Regions from separate parts of the Sus scrofa genome. Here regions 1, 2 and 4 are each linked to region 3. The links are chromatin contacts, called in public HiChIP or PLAC-seq maps. All regions are on one chromosome and are shown on one strand. Each heading gives the region's core, a stretch centred on a gene start, on an enhancer-like site or on the middle of the called end of the contact. The rest is flanking DNA. Distances are from core to core; before and after follow the strand shown.

The links. HiChIP or PLAC-seq counts read pairs in DNA pulled down with a chosen protein or histone mark.
Region 1: an H3K27ac HiChIP or PLAC-seq map of alveolar macrophages shows a contact between it and region 3. The contact joins the promoter of COQ6 here to the promoter of LOC110255331 in region 3. A contact is called at or near these places in 1 of 5 promoter capture datasets (fetal liver) and 1 of 2 datasets of contacts at active chromatin or transcription factors (alveolar macrophages).
Region 2: an H3K27ac HiChIP or PLAC-seq map of alveolar macrophages shows a contact between it and region 3. The contact joins the promoter of ZNF410 here to the promoter of LOC110255331 in region 3. A contact is called at or near these places in 1 of 47 Hi-C or Micro-C datasets (heart right ventricle) and 2 of 2 datasets of contacts at active chromatin or transcription factors (alveolar macrophages and skeletal muscle).
Region 4: an H3K27ac HiChIP or PLAC-seq map of alveolar macrophages shows a contact between it and region 3. The contact joins the promoter of ELMSAN1 here to the promoter of LOC110255331 in region 3. A contact is called at or near these places in 1 of 5 promoter capture datasets (fetal liver) and 1 of 2 datasets of contacts at active chromatin or transcription factors (alveolar macrophages).

Annotation. Positions count from the first base shown.
Region 1 is chr7:97,256,979-97,260,273 of Sscrofa11.1, reverse strand. COQ6 (ubiquinone biosynthesis monooxygenase COQ6, mitochondrial) reads right to left here and starts at 1,657. Exons shown (of 12, transcript XM_001929106.5): 1 at 1,435-1,657. The coding sequence starts at 1,600. FAM161B (protein FAM161B) reads left to right here and starts at 1,599. Exons shown (of 10, transcript XM_021100078.1): 1 at 1,599-1,660; 2 at 1,712-1,964. The coding sequence starts at 1,599.
Region 2 is chr7:97,196,644-97,199,912 of Sscrofa11.1, reverse strand. It overlaps ZNF410 (zinc finger protein 410), which reads right to left and starts at 1,939. Exons shown (of 13, transcript XR_002346015.1): 1 at 1,826-1,939.
Region 3 is chr7:96,866,651-96,869,847 of Sscrofa11.1, reverse strand. It overlaps LOC110255331 (acyl-coenzyme A thioesterase 1-like), which reads right to left and starts at 1,739. Exons shown (of 4, transcript XM_021099494.1): 1 at 1,155-1,739; 2 at 1,087-1,152; 3 at 1-30. The coding sequence starts at 1,671.
Region 4 is chr7:97,123,386-97,126,840 of Sscrofa11.1, reverse strand. ELMSAN1 (ELM2 and SANT domain-containing protein 1) reads left to right here and starts at 1,605. Exons shown (of 13, transcript XM_021099496.1): 1 at 1,605-2,541.

The DNA of each region.
Region 1 (3,295 bases), core at 408-2,907, 390 kb before region 3:
ATACAAATGACAGATAAACCTGAAAAGATATTCAACATCATTAGTCATTAGGGAAATGCAAATTAAAAGCAGGAGATAGCTGGAGGTCCCTTGTGGCAGAGCAGGTTAATTACCCAGCGTTGGCACTGCAGAGGCCCAGGTTTGATCCCTAGGAACTTCCATATGCTGCAGTGCTGGATGGATGGATGGATAGAGAAAGGAAGGAAGGAAGGAAGAAAACAAAACAAAACAATGAACAAAGGAAAGAACCAGGAGAGAGCACTTCACACTCCCTAGTATAACTAGTAACAAAAAGATACTAACATTGCTATCCAGGATGTGGAGAAATTATATTTGTCATATATTGTTGGGGGAAATGTATTTTACATGGGCAGCCACTTTGGAACACTGGCTGTTCTTCAAAAGGTTAAACAGAGTTTACTGTGACCTAGCAAATCCACTCCTAGGAATAGGAGTGTACACAAAAGCTTATACACAAAATGATAGTAGCATTACTTGCTATCGTCCAAAACTGATGAATGAATAAATGTGCTATATCCACACAAAATATTAAGCTTGTAAAAAGGAATGAAGCACAAGCTACAACCTGCGTGAAAATCAAAAACATTAAGTAGATTCCATGTATATGGAAATGTCCCAAAAAAGCAAATATATAGAGGCGGAAAGTACACGAGCAGTTACCTAGGGGGGACGTGGACAGTGACCATTAAGGAGTTTGGATTCCTTTTGGAGATGATAAAAATACTTTAAAATTTATTGTGGCGATGGCTGCACAATTCTGTGAATATACTAAAAATCATCAAATTCTATGCTTTAAATGATAGTGTACAAATCATATCTCAATGAAGCTATTTATTTATTTATTTTTGACTTTTTAGGGCCGCACCCACGGCATATGGAGGTTCTCGGGCTAGGGGTATAGTTGGAGCTGTCGCTGCCGGCTCACACCACAGCCACAGCAATGTAGATCCCACAGGAGTCTGCAACCTAGACCACCGCTCAGGGCAACGCTGGATCCTTAACCCACTGAGTGAGGCCAAGGATGAAACCTGCATCTTCCTCACTAGTCAGATTCATTTCCACTGAGCCACCACGGGAACGCCTCAGTGAAGCTGTTTAAAAACCAACACAAACCAGCCTAGCTCAATAGGCAATGCCTGCTTCCTTTCAACGGTGTCCAGAACTAAAAAACCCTGGGCAAGTCTGTTTCCCCACGCCTTGGAAGAACTCCTACTGTTCCCTCCCACTTTTGACCCTTTGACATCCTGAAGGAACAAACGCTTGCCCCAAGGCCTTGGGGCTCCTCTGGGCAGGGAATGGACCACAAGATACATAACTCTCAGACTCTGGGCAAACAGTGCCAGGGTTCCCACGGTTCTCACCGTTCCTCCCGGGCCCCACTCCCCGCCACTACCGGTCTGGAGATGCGCTTACCCAAGGCACAGGCCATAGCGGCGCCCACCATGCCTCCACCCGACACCACAACATCATACACGGTGTCAGCCGTGGCGCCGGCCCACCTCCGACAGGAAACTAGCGGGCCTCTCTGGGCAGCAGAAAGAGCAGTCCCCGATCGGCTGCCAGCCAGCCGGGCAGCCATGGTGCTGACTTGCGCCGTATTTGGCGCCCCGCTAGGCCCGCCTCCGGGAGCACTTCCGGAGCAGAGCCCTCCAGTCACTAGCTGCTTTAACCTCCACCTCTAAACCGGAAGTAGAACTTACCTAGAGAATAAGCCAATCAGAAGACGAATCTTGCCTGCCGAGGAAAGGGACCATTTCGTGTATCTGCCTGGAAGCCAATCAGCGGCCCAAGCGAGAAAGGGGCGGAACCTGACCTGCGTAGCTAGGGCAGCTACAGCAGCTGTCACGCCACTGTCTCTTCCACGCTTCTGTCTCTGCCCAGCTGAGGAGATGACCGTGGGGAGCTCCTCGGGAAGCTCCTGCGGCGCTCAGTGGAGTCCTCAGGTGAGGAAAGAAAAAGAAAGGGAGCGATCATGTCTGCTAACTGGAAAGGAATCCCTAAGAGAGGAAACTGTTTGACGTTGCCTTGGAGACCGTCGACAGGGGCGTGTCACAGGGGCGTGGGATTAAAACTGACCGAGTTTAGGCAAGCGGAGACCAGACTCAGCAATGGGACTCCAATGCTTGAGCTTTCTGACAAGCTATTCATAGAGCCATAGCAATGGCCTTTAGTTTTTCCTTTTCCTCTCAACCATCCCAGGACTAAAAGCACGATTCTTGTCTCCATTTCATAGAAGAAAAAGCTGAGGCACAGAGAGATTAAGAAATTTGCCCCCATGGAGTTCCCGTCGTGGCTCAGTGGTTAAAGAATCCGAGTAGGAACCTTGAGGTTGTGAGTTCGATCCCTGGCTCCGCTCAGCGGGTTAAGAATCCGGCGTTGCCGTGAGCTGTGGTGTAGGTCGCAGACACGGCTCGGATCTGGCGTTGCTGTGGCTCTGGCGTAGGCCTGCAGCTATAGCTCCGATTCGACCCCTAGCCTGGGAACCACCATATGCGGCGGGTGCGGCCCTAAAAAGGACAAAAAGACAAAACAAAACAAAAAACCAGAAATTTGCCTCCCAAATCCACAGAGACAGAAAGTAAACTGGTGGTTGCTTAGGGCTTGAGGCTTGGAGGAGGGTTAGAGAAGATAGGGAGTGACAACAAAATGGAATGGGGTCCTTTGGGAGGATGATTTAAATGATCTGAAACTGATTGTGGTGATGGTTGTGCAACTCTGAATATATTGAAACCCACTGAACTGTTCACTTTGAGTGATTTGTATCAATTATATGGTAACGAAATTGACAACACTAACCCGCCTGAACCCAGCCAAAACCCAGATTGGGACTTGAACCCAGGTGCCAGGACCCGACCCAACCTAAAGCCAGATTGAGACTTAAACCCACGGTTTTAAATTCGAGTTACCCTGTGTTTGGACTCACCAAGGCTCAGGTTCTTTATGCCTCTGCGCAGAAGGAATTCAGCGAAAGACAAAGCGACAGACAAGGAACAGATTTACTAGGATAGGACTCTTGTAAGAGGTACAAGTGAGCAGGCAAGGAAGCCCTGCGGAGGGTCTAATCTTCGGGGCCGCAATTTTATCATCCGAGGGGAGTGGGGGTTGGAAAGGCCCGCCTCTTCCTCTCCGGGAATAGAGCTCCTCCTTAGTATCCTGTAAGGAGTGTATTCAAATCAGCTGAAGGGTGGCCTTCAAACTCTTCCCCTGGGTCTGAATCTGAATGCAGGACTTATCCCATCTCCCACCCAATGACCTGGGGGCGATTCTCACACCT
Region 2 (3,269 bases), core at 690-3,189, 330 kb before region 3:
AGTCTCTAAGCATGGCATTTGAAATATTCAACGACAAGCCCCCAAATACTGTTCCAGTTGTGGCATCCACTATATTTCTCAATGAACCTTTACTCCAGGTACACAATGGATTGGCTACTAAATGAACATTCCAACCTATTTCAGTGCTCAATAGTAGTTCTTCAGTAATAAGACCCTCCAGTAATAAAATTCTCCAATCCAGTTATGAGCTTTTGAAATCCTTTCCAGGCTTTAAAATCCAACTCGAGGAGTTCCCATCGTGGCGCAGTGGTTAACGAATCCGACTAGGAACCATGAGGTTGTGGGTTTGATCCCTGGCCTTGCTCAGTGGGTTAAGGATCACCTTATCCAAGGAAGGTTGCCATGAGCTGTGGTGTAGGTTGCAGATGCGGCTCAGATCCCGCACTGCTGTGGCTGTGGGGTGGGCCAGCAGCTGCAGCTCTGATTAGACTCCTAGCCTGGGAACCTCCATATGCCGGGGGAAGCGGCCCTAGAAAAGGCAAAAAGACAAAAATAATAATAATAATAAAAAATAATAAAAATAAAATAAAATCCAACTCAAATGCCATCCTCCATGAAGACTGATCCCTTTCCCCCAGTCAGAACAAAACTTCCTTCCCTCTATGTTCTCACAGCACATAGTTTAACTTCTCTTTAGCAATTATTTCATTTTGCCTTGGGTATTAGTTATCTACCTGAATATTTTTTTTCAATGGTTAAGGTTCAAAGAATTTATTCATCCTTCTCCCATTAACTTAGCAAGATGCTTTGTACAAACTAAGCATTCAGGAAATATCTCCTGAATGAATAGGTAGGCCCCTTCATTTACAGAGGGGGAAAAAAAGGCGCAAAGTTAGCGACTAAGTAACTTGCCAAAAATTAGACATCCACTTAGATGCAAAACTTGAAAAACTAGAACCTAAATCCTTTGACTGCAAGTTAGTTGACTTTGTTCCACATAAAGATAACACAAAGTAGAATTTCTCACTCCTTAACAATAACAAAATGCCTTTGGCTTTATTTCAAAATGTTTCTTTTATTCTCTTAGCAAATATATGTTGCACGGACCCTTGTCCCCAAAGTGAGAGAAAAGCGAAAATTCTTAAGTTCCAAGTTAATAATATTTTACTTTCAAATTGTTCCTAAATGCGTTTCAGAGCCTCGTGCGGAAGTGGGATAAACTTTAATAAACTAGTAGAATTCTTTCCCATGAAAAAAACTTCAGAGGATAAATTCTACCTGCTAAATGAATACAGGCTGTAAACACTCACAGTCCACACCCTTGCCCTGAAATGACAGGCGAAGAAGAAACCAGCGGCCCAGCCCCTTGGAATTGGCAGCCTTCCTTCTTCCAGACACAGAAAGCAAGTGGACATAAGAAAGAGGGTGCATCTGGACTGAAACGTCCAGGGCAGAGTCCCCCTGGCATCCTCATTCACCTATTACAAATGGCCTAGTGAAGGGGCCTAAGGTCCGTGGGCAGGCCCCGCTTAGGGGGCTGTCCGGGAGCCCCCGCCCCGGCCCCGGCCCCGGCCACTCGCTGACTCGAGCTATCCGGGTTTGTGTTGTTCCCCCCATCCCCAAAACCAGGCAAAGGAGCCAAAATGTAGGCCCCAAAAACCCGCGAGAGGAAGAGCTGAAGCTGTGGGGCTTCAGACCGGCCGCTCCCGGTAGCGCCAGATCCAGGTGGGTGCCCCTGGGGGCGGATTCCCAAACCCCTCCGGGGTCGAACTCGGCCCGAGCTCCCGAGGAGCCGGCACTGGCGCGCTCCCTCTCGAGAACCGTCCAGCCAAGCGGGTGCGGTCGGGCCCACCCTAGAGCTCACCTTCCTGTCCCGGGCAGCCGTCCGTCCGTCACTCGGTCTCGAATTCCGTCCACACACAGCGTCTTCCGGCTCCCGCCGGAAGCAGCTCGACCGCGGGACAGGAAGTTTGGCCGCCCCCCACGCACACGCCCACTCGCTCGCCTCCGAGTCCGGTGATGGCCGCCTGGCCAGGGGTTCTAGCCCGAGGGCCGCTGGCCTGAGAGGGCCAAGCTGGTAGCGCAGGACTTGGTTCTGGGAGGGAAGGAACTGGGTCTCCCGCCTCCCACTCATTCCCTCTCGGCCTTTGGAGCTCCTTGGTCTGCGAAGCCCGAAAAAAACGGATCGTTAAAGTCTAGCCGTGACGTCACTGCTTCCCTGCTGCAGCGGACGGGGTAGTTTTTCCTGTCAGCTGAGATCAGTACAAGTTCCATCGGAGGCAAGCAAGAAGGAAAAGATCACCACTTAAATATTTATCAAAGTTCTCAGTGAAGAGGACCTCCAAGCTTCACTGCTGGAGAAGGGAACTTGCAGAATCTAGTTTTGCATTGCATACTGCTCGCAAGAAGAATTGAGACTTACGTGTATAACTTTTTTCTGCAATGTGAATTCCCCAGAGTCTGGGTTCTCTCAGTACATTAGGATGTAACGAGTTCTCGGATATCCAGACGGAGGCTAGAACACTTGAGTTTCAGGCTGGGTGCTACAACTTGTTAGAGCTTTATGTATTTGACTTTGTGAAGTTACTTTTTTGAGTACTTGCTGTGTGCCAAAGGATGAGGGAGGGACTCAACGAGGATAGTGGCAGTGGGAATTAAAGGCGTCTCTAAGAAGGATAGATACCTACTTTCAAGGATAAAGGCTAAAGAAACTAGAGAGGTAGTTTGAGTACACAAACAGATGGTGATTTATAAACAAAGAAGCAACACGTTTCAAGGGAAGATAATTCCTCTTTAGATAAGTAGAGTTTATCTATCCTAGGGGCCTATAGGATATTTACTTGGAGGTAAAGGTCCCTAGCTCAAGAGGTCAGAAATAAGATAAGAAGTTGGAGAGCTCCCTATGTAGCTCAATGGTTAATGAACCTGATTAGCATCCATGAGGATGGGGGTTCAATCCCTAGCCTTGCTCAGTGAGTTCAGGATCTGGTGTTGCTGTGAGCTGCAGTGTAGGTCAAAGACATGGCTCAGATCCTGCATTGCTGTGGCTCTGGTGTAGGCTGGCGGTTACAGCTCTGATTGGACCCCTGGCCTGAGAACCTCCATATGCCACCGGCCGTATGTTGTAGGTGCGGCCCTTAAAAAAAAGAAGAAGAAAGATATAAAATTGGGAGTTATCAACATACAGACAAGAGATGAAGCCCTCTCTAGGGATGAAATGGTCCAGGAAAAGTATATAAAACAAAGACGTGAAGGCCACTGAGGTTAACTGGAGTGACTGATTACTAACATGGTTCGAATCTACACAG
Region 3 (3,197 bases), core at 490-2,989:
GGTCCACGATCCCAGGAAAGGGGCCAGGTTCTTGGGAAGAAACAAAAGACAAAACTAAACAATTCCTGAAGCTCTTTGCAGTGGTGTCAGAAGCCACGTGTTGCCTATTTGGTGATGTCAGAGTTTTCTGTTGACAATCAGAAATGCTGAATGGCTCTGGTCTTCAAAGATCCAGACAGTGGCTTAGGCTAAATCCACGTTCCCTTCTATACCCAGAGCCTCAAAGCCCCACAGATTTTTACAAAAAGCATGCACTACTTTTGTGATTAAAAATAATGTACAGACAATGAAAACAGTAAAAATCAATGTCCTCTCTGCTCCCTCCCCCAAATTGGGAATGCCAGATTCTAGTGGGGATGTGGACAGCTGGGTCCCCGTACATTGCTGGTGCTGTGAAAATTAATAAAGGGGAACCTCACATTGGATTTCAGAAGACAGAAGGGGAATTCTCAGCAGTACCACTCCACATTAATTATGCAAAGAACTGTCCGTTACAGATCACAGCAGAAGAGTCATCAACAGGAAAGAATCATCAGCCACTGGCCACAACAAGAAAAGATGTACATTGCATCTCCTTCAAGAAACTGACCACCCCAGCAACCCAGGCAATGAGAAACAGCCAGTGAGATTTAGAAACTACCTATACTTATTTCTTTTGGTCTTTTTAGGGCTGCACCCTTGGCACATGGAGGTTCCCAGGCCAGAAGGCATCCAGCCTACGCAGCCACAGCTGCAACAACGCCAGTTCCCAGAGGCATTTGCGACTCAGCCTGTTGCAACACCAGAACCTTTAACCCACTTATGGAGGCCAGGAATCAGACCTGCCTCCTCTTGGATTTTAGTCGGGCTCTTAACCCGCTGAGCCACAGTGGAAACGCCCTACTCTATTCCTTTTCTTTACATTACAACTACCTCTTCTCTTTCCGTATGATGTCTTTGGCCTAACCTCTATTTTGGAGTGGCAGAGCACCTCCCCAGCCAACCTTACTGTCCCATTCCTGTCTCCCAGAAAGTTTCAGGCCCCGTGGACCTCCAGAATGTTGGGAGCTACCCCTTGCCTTACAGTTATGTTAGTCCGCGGCTCACCTGGAGGCAGGAAAAGCGTGGCGCGCACCCGGCCCGCGCGCACCGGCTCGCGCCGAACCCCGGGCGCAGGAAGTCGCGCTCGTGCACAGCCCGGCCCAGGAGCCGCCCGCCCTCGGGCTCGTGGCCGTCGAACACCTCCAGCTCCACGGCGAAGGGCGTCTGCACGTCCCGCTTCACCAGCCGTAGCAAAGGCTTCTCGGGCTCCAGAGCCCAGAAGAGCCCCATGGGCTCGAGCCCCACGAAGCTGCCGCCCAGCGCGGGCGCGCGCGCCAGGTCCAGCTGGCCGTCGGTGTCGGCGCAGTAGCGCGCGTGGGCCCTGAAGAGCGCGCCCTTCTCGTCGCGCAGGGACGCGCGCAGCGTGACCGGCTGCTCTGGGGCCAGGCCGCGCACAGCAATGCGCACCGGCTCGTCCCAGCAGCAACGGCCCGCGGGCTCCAGCGTCACGGTCGCCGCCATCCGGAATGGGGTCCAAGAGATTGGGTTAGCGGTCCTTAGTTTTGGAAGCCCTACCAACCGTCCGCAGCTCGTATGGCCCACTTGGTAAAGTCTCGTCGCTCGCAGGAGAGCCAGATACGAGGCCACCATTTTGTGCCTTATTTCAGATATGGGCGATTGAAGAGCCTACGAAAGTTAGAAAGTAGTCAGAGGTCCCCTAGCGGCAGGCTACTTAACTGCAGTCTCAGCACCCATTGGTGGCGAGCAGTCGGCTGAAATTGGGGTAGCAGGGAAGTCCTGCCAATCAGTAAGCAGCCTGTCTTTCAAAGTAAGAGGGAAAACCGAGACGCAGGACTTTTACTTCGGGAACGGATTTCCTGGCTTTACCTCTCAGGAGCTGGAGTAGGCTGGACCAGGGCTGCCCCCGAAGGAACCTGGCACTTAGCAAATGTGTCAAGTCGCCAAACTTAATAGCCAGGAGGAGTGGGCTGGAATTAAGTTTCATCACTTTGTTGAGTAATTCACACCGGTTAATAGTCATAGACCTTTTAAAATGTCCGGTAGGTCCTTGTTGGTTGCTTATTTTATATATAGTAGTGTATATATATTAATCTCAAACTCCTAATTTATACATCTCACCCTCCTACCCACTGTTACATTTCCCCTTTGGTAACCGTAGGTTTGATTTAGAAATCTGTGAGTCTGTTTCTTTTTTGTAAAAAGGTAGGGGTTGGTTTTTGGTTTTATTCAGTATTCTGTAATACCTGTGTAGGAAAATAATCTGGAAAAGAACAGAGGCATTCTTACTGTAGCATAAGGAAATCAGCAGCTTCTCTGCAGTGCCAAGACAGGTCCATCCACAGCCCCCCCAACACAGTGGGTTAAGTGTGTTAAAAGATCCTATGTGGGAGTTCCTGTCATGGCTCAGTAGTTAAGGAACCCAACTAGTATCCACAAGGACATGGGTTAGATCCCCAGTCTTGCTTAGTGGGTTAAGATCCAGGGTTACTGTGAGCTGTGGTGTAGGTCTCAGTCATGGCTCAGATCCTGTATGCTGTGGCCGTGGCATAGGCCAGCAGCTACAGCTCCAATTTGACCCCTAGCTTGGGAACCTCCATATGCCGCAAGTGCTGCCCTAAAAAGACAAAAATAAAAGGATCCTATGTAGGATCCTGTGATCTGATCCCTGCTCCGGGAACTGCAGTGCCTTGGGGCAGCTAAAGGAAAAAAAAAAAAAGAAGTGCTTATGTGTATGTATAACTGATTCACCTTGCTGTACACCTAAAACTACCACAAGGTTGTAAATCAACTATACTCTAATAAAAATTTTTTAATGGTGTTTTTCTTGTGTTTTGTGTGTATGTTAATTTTTCCACACCGTTCCACAACTAAGAGGCCTAGCATCTTACTAGCTTTGTGACCTCAGCTTCTTTCCTTATGGATGTACAAATAGCTAAATGAGGTAGTAGTTGTCATTTTGTTATACTGGACTCTCATGTTGCTCCATTTAGGCAAACATTATCTCCCTTTCATCCTGGAGAATTTTCCCACTTTTTCATAAGCTATGGGTTTCACCCGGTGGTGAATTTCTCATTAAAGTTAACAGGCTTCCTCCAAGGCCTTGTGCTTAAGTTTACATTCATGAATTCATATATTTTCTGTTAGAGAAACCTGCA
Region 4 (3,455 bases), core at 356-2,855, 260 kb before region 3:
GGGTTTGTCATTGGGCCCATGATAACTCACTTCTCTTTTGGCCTATGCATTAGTGATCTATGGCTGTGTAACAAATGACTCCAAAACATAGCAACTTAAGACCACAAATATTTATTTTCTTCCAGTGTCTGTGGGTCAGAAATCCAGGCAGCTCAGGTGGATGCCTCTGCTACAAGGACTCTCATGAGGCAGCTCTAGGCTGGGGTTGAAGTTCTCATCCGAAGGCTCGATTGGCTTGGGGGTAGGGGGAGGTAACCTTTCCCAAGCTAACTCATGTGGTTGTTGGCAGGCCTCAATTCCTGTCTACAGGGCTGCCTAAGGACATGGCAGCTAGCTACTCCCACAGTGAATGATCCAAGAAAGAACAAGAAACAGAGAACTCAAGGTGGAAGTGGCAGGGTTTTTTATAACCTTGTCTCAGCAGTGACATCACATGACTTCTGCCATATGCTGAACGTTACAACTGAGTCAATTAGTCCAGCCCACACTCAGGAAGAGGAGATTACACAGGGCATGAATACCAGGAGGTGGGGGGGGGGGATCACTATCAGCAGGGGGCTGTCTTCCAGTGTGCTCACCATACCTTCCACGCTTTGTGATACTCCAGCAAATGCAGCCCTATGCAGAGAAAAAGTAATACGTGTCTGCGCATTCATAAGTGTCAGGCCTTCACACTTTTACACTGTCTACTAATTATTCCCCGGCATGCGGAAATACTGAATATTCATGGAATTGTGACTGAGAATTCAGACCCACAACACTGAACAAAGAAATATTCTGCTTTTGTTCTGGCAAATACGGAGTATCACGTGATTGCTTTTAGAAACCTGGGTGACATATTCTCTCTGCGCCTCTTGATTATGTCATGGCTTGCTTTAAGCGGAAGGCATTAAGGAATTACTTCTATTTCAAAACCGAATTGGATAAACCCTCCAGCACCACCCTGCAAACAGTGTGATGTCATAAAAATTTCAGAGGACTATAATCATTGAGAGTCTAATAATGCACTTATTTCTCAAAGCAATACTATTTTTCTTACATGGTGCATTTTATATTTATAATGTGCCATTAATAATGTCTCAGTAGAAATTAGAATAGAGCATAAAAGGCTGCAATGTGGGGGATTTTATGTTGCTAGGAAAGCGTCCATCTTCACACTCCTAACCTTTGGCTGAGTCTGCACTTGTGGCTTCCCACTAGGTATTAACACAGACCTGGGGATCATTTCTCAGATGTCACTTTCTATCAATTTTACATCCACCTTTCTGGACAAAGCCTTCACTCAACTCTCTGGTTTCCTGTGCTTTAGTAAAAAGATGAAGCATTAGAACGGGAGGTTCTGTGATCTGGCCAATGGGCTAGTAGGAGCCGCATTTAGGGAAAAAGGGAAAATTGTTGAGCTCTAACTGATGCTTTTGAACCACCTTTGAAAAGGTCCCTGTTTTCACAACAAGCTACAATGAAGCTAATGTTTCTGTTATGAAAGCCCTCCACTGCAGTTTCAAATGTCTGCTTTTTTTTTTTTTTTTTTCTTAACCACAGCAAAGGCTAACCCGTTTTCTCTCCAGAGTTACCAGATCAGGAATTCTTCCCGAAAGGCTGCTCTTTAACTACTTTGTTGCTATTTATCAGAAACCAGAAAGATAGTTTTTCTTGTTATGCTTTTTAATACGGCGAGCAAATTTATTTTGAGAATGATAAATTTCAGAATTACTCCTGCCTGAAGCTCCTCTTGTCAGGGCTCCACCCTACCCTCCAAGTCACTTTTGGTCCATGACGAAACACGGAATGCATCAGGCCCCAAAGAGATCTGTGAAATTCAGTGTAAAGGAGGAGGTGGAAATCGCGGGGGAGGATTTTGAAACTATTTTGCAGCCCCAACTTGGGCGCTGAAAGAGCCCCCTGAAGGCTGATAAATACGGAACGTCCTGTGCCCATATGATCAGTGGAAATGACGAAGAACGTGCAGATCCTATGAGGGGACGTGAGGAGAGGAGGCTTGCGTTTTAAGGTCCAGTTTAGTCATTATTTGGTTAAAAACAAAAAACAAACCAAAGCAAATACACAGAGCACTCTGCTCTCTAGCACGACCTAGCCTCAACGCCACACTGAAAAAACTTTCTCTTCCTACTTCCTCACCCTTTGTTTCTCCTGGAACCTCAGCTTTGGGTCCCTGAACCCCAACACCATCTCCCCCACCCAGCCTGAGAGGAGGCGCGACTTCACTTCTTCGGCGCGAAAACGACCCGGCTGGAGCGAGCTTGACCGCGAGGGGTGCAGGCTCGGCGGACCGCTGCCCTCTTCCTCCCGCAGCCGAGGGCGCGCAGAGCCGGGGGCGCGGGCGGCTGCAGGGCCCGGCGCGCCACCGCGCGCGAGCTGCTGGGCCACAGCCCGGGCCGCGCCACCCGCTCCGCGAGGAAGTGACGACTGCGCCGTCCCGAGAGCAACAAAGTTTGAGTCTGCGGGCCGTGTCTGCGGGCCGTGCTCGCCTGCGCCCCGCGCCTCGCACCCCTCTGAGCGGCCCCGGGATCCAGCGCGCAGGTGAGCCGCGGGGCTCGGCGCCCCCTTCGCTGCCGGGGCGCCGACGTGGGGCTGGGAAACGTTCTGGGCCGGAGCTTGGCCGCGCGGGCGGGGATTTGGCGGGCCGGGCAGGGCCGGCTGCGCTGGGCTTGCGTGCGGAGGGCGCTGCAGGGAGGGAGCTCGGCCGAGAGCCGGGCCTCGAGCTGAGCCCCAGTGGTCGCAGGTTTGCCGCGGGACTTAAATCAGCCAGGGCTGCAGCCGGGCCGCTCCAGGCGCCGTTGGCGAGCGGAGGGGTGCAGGGAAGGGGCTTCCCGCGGCCTGCGTCCCGGGCTAGTTGTCCGCCCGGCGCCCCCCATCCCCACAGGCTGGGCGCAGCCGCCCTCCAGTCCCCGCCCGGTGCTTCCCAGGGAAGCGTGCTCTTCCTCTTCGCAGCCCTCGCTGAGGTCGCAGGAAGGAAGTTAAAGGAACTTTCCCCCCATTTTTCTTTGCTTGGCCCCCCAGTGACGAAGAGCAGAGCAACTAGGCAGTTTGGGAAAACAACCCTACGCATTTCCAAAAAGCAAATCCAGAATTGCCCCTTAAGTCCCTTTTGAATAAATTCCGCTGACACCCCCCCCACCCTTTCTCCTCCTACACCACGTCCCGAACCTGACAGTAATCACTAAGTCCTAACACTTTGCAATTTAGCCATAAAAACTGTCAGCACACCCACGTACATATGTGAGTGTTTTCTATATAAAACTGCAAAACCCGCTTCCAGTGGACTCTGTGGCATCTCGCTCTTTACTGTTTGCAAAAGCTGCTAGGGCTTCGTGAATGTGCTTGGGAACTTTGATGGTGATTCCCGCCGCCCTCTGTACCCTCGTGGCGCAGGGTTGCCTTTTTTTTTTTTTTTAAAGAGCAGCTGAGAAGTTTGTGACATCCCTGCAAACTAA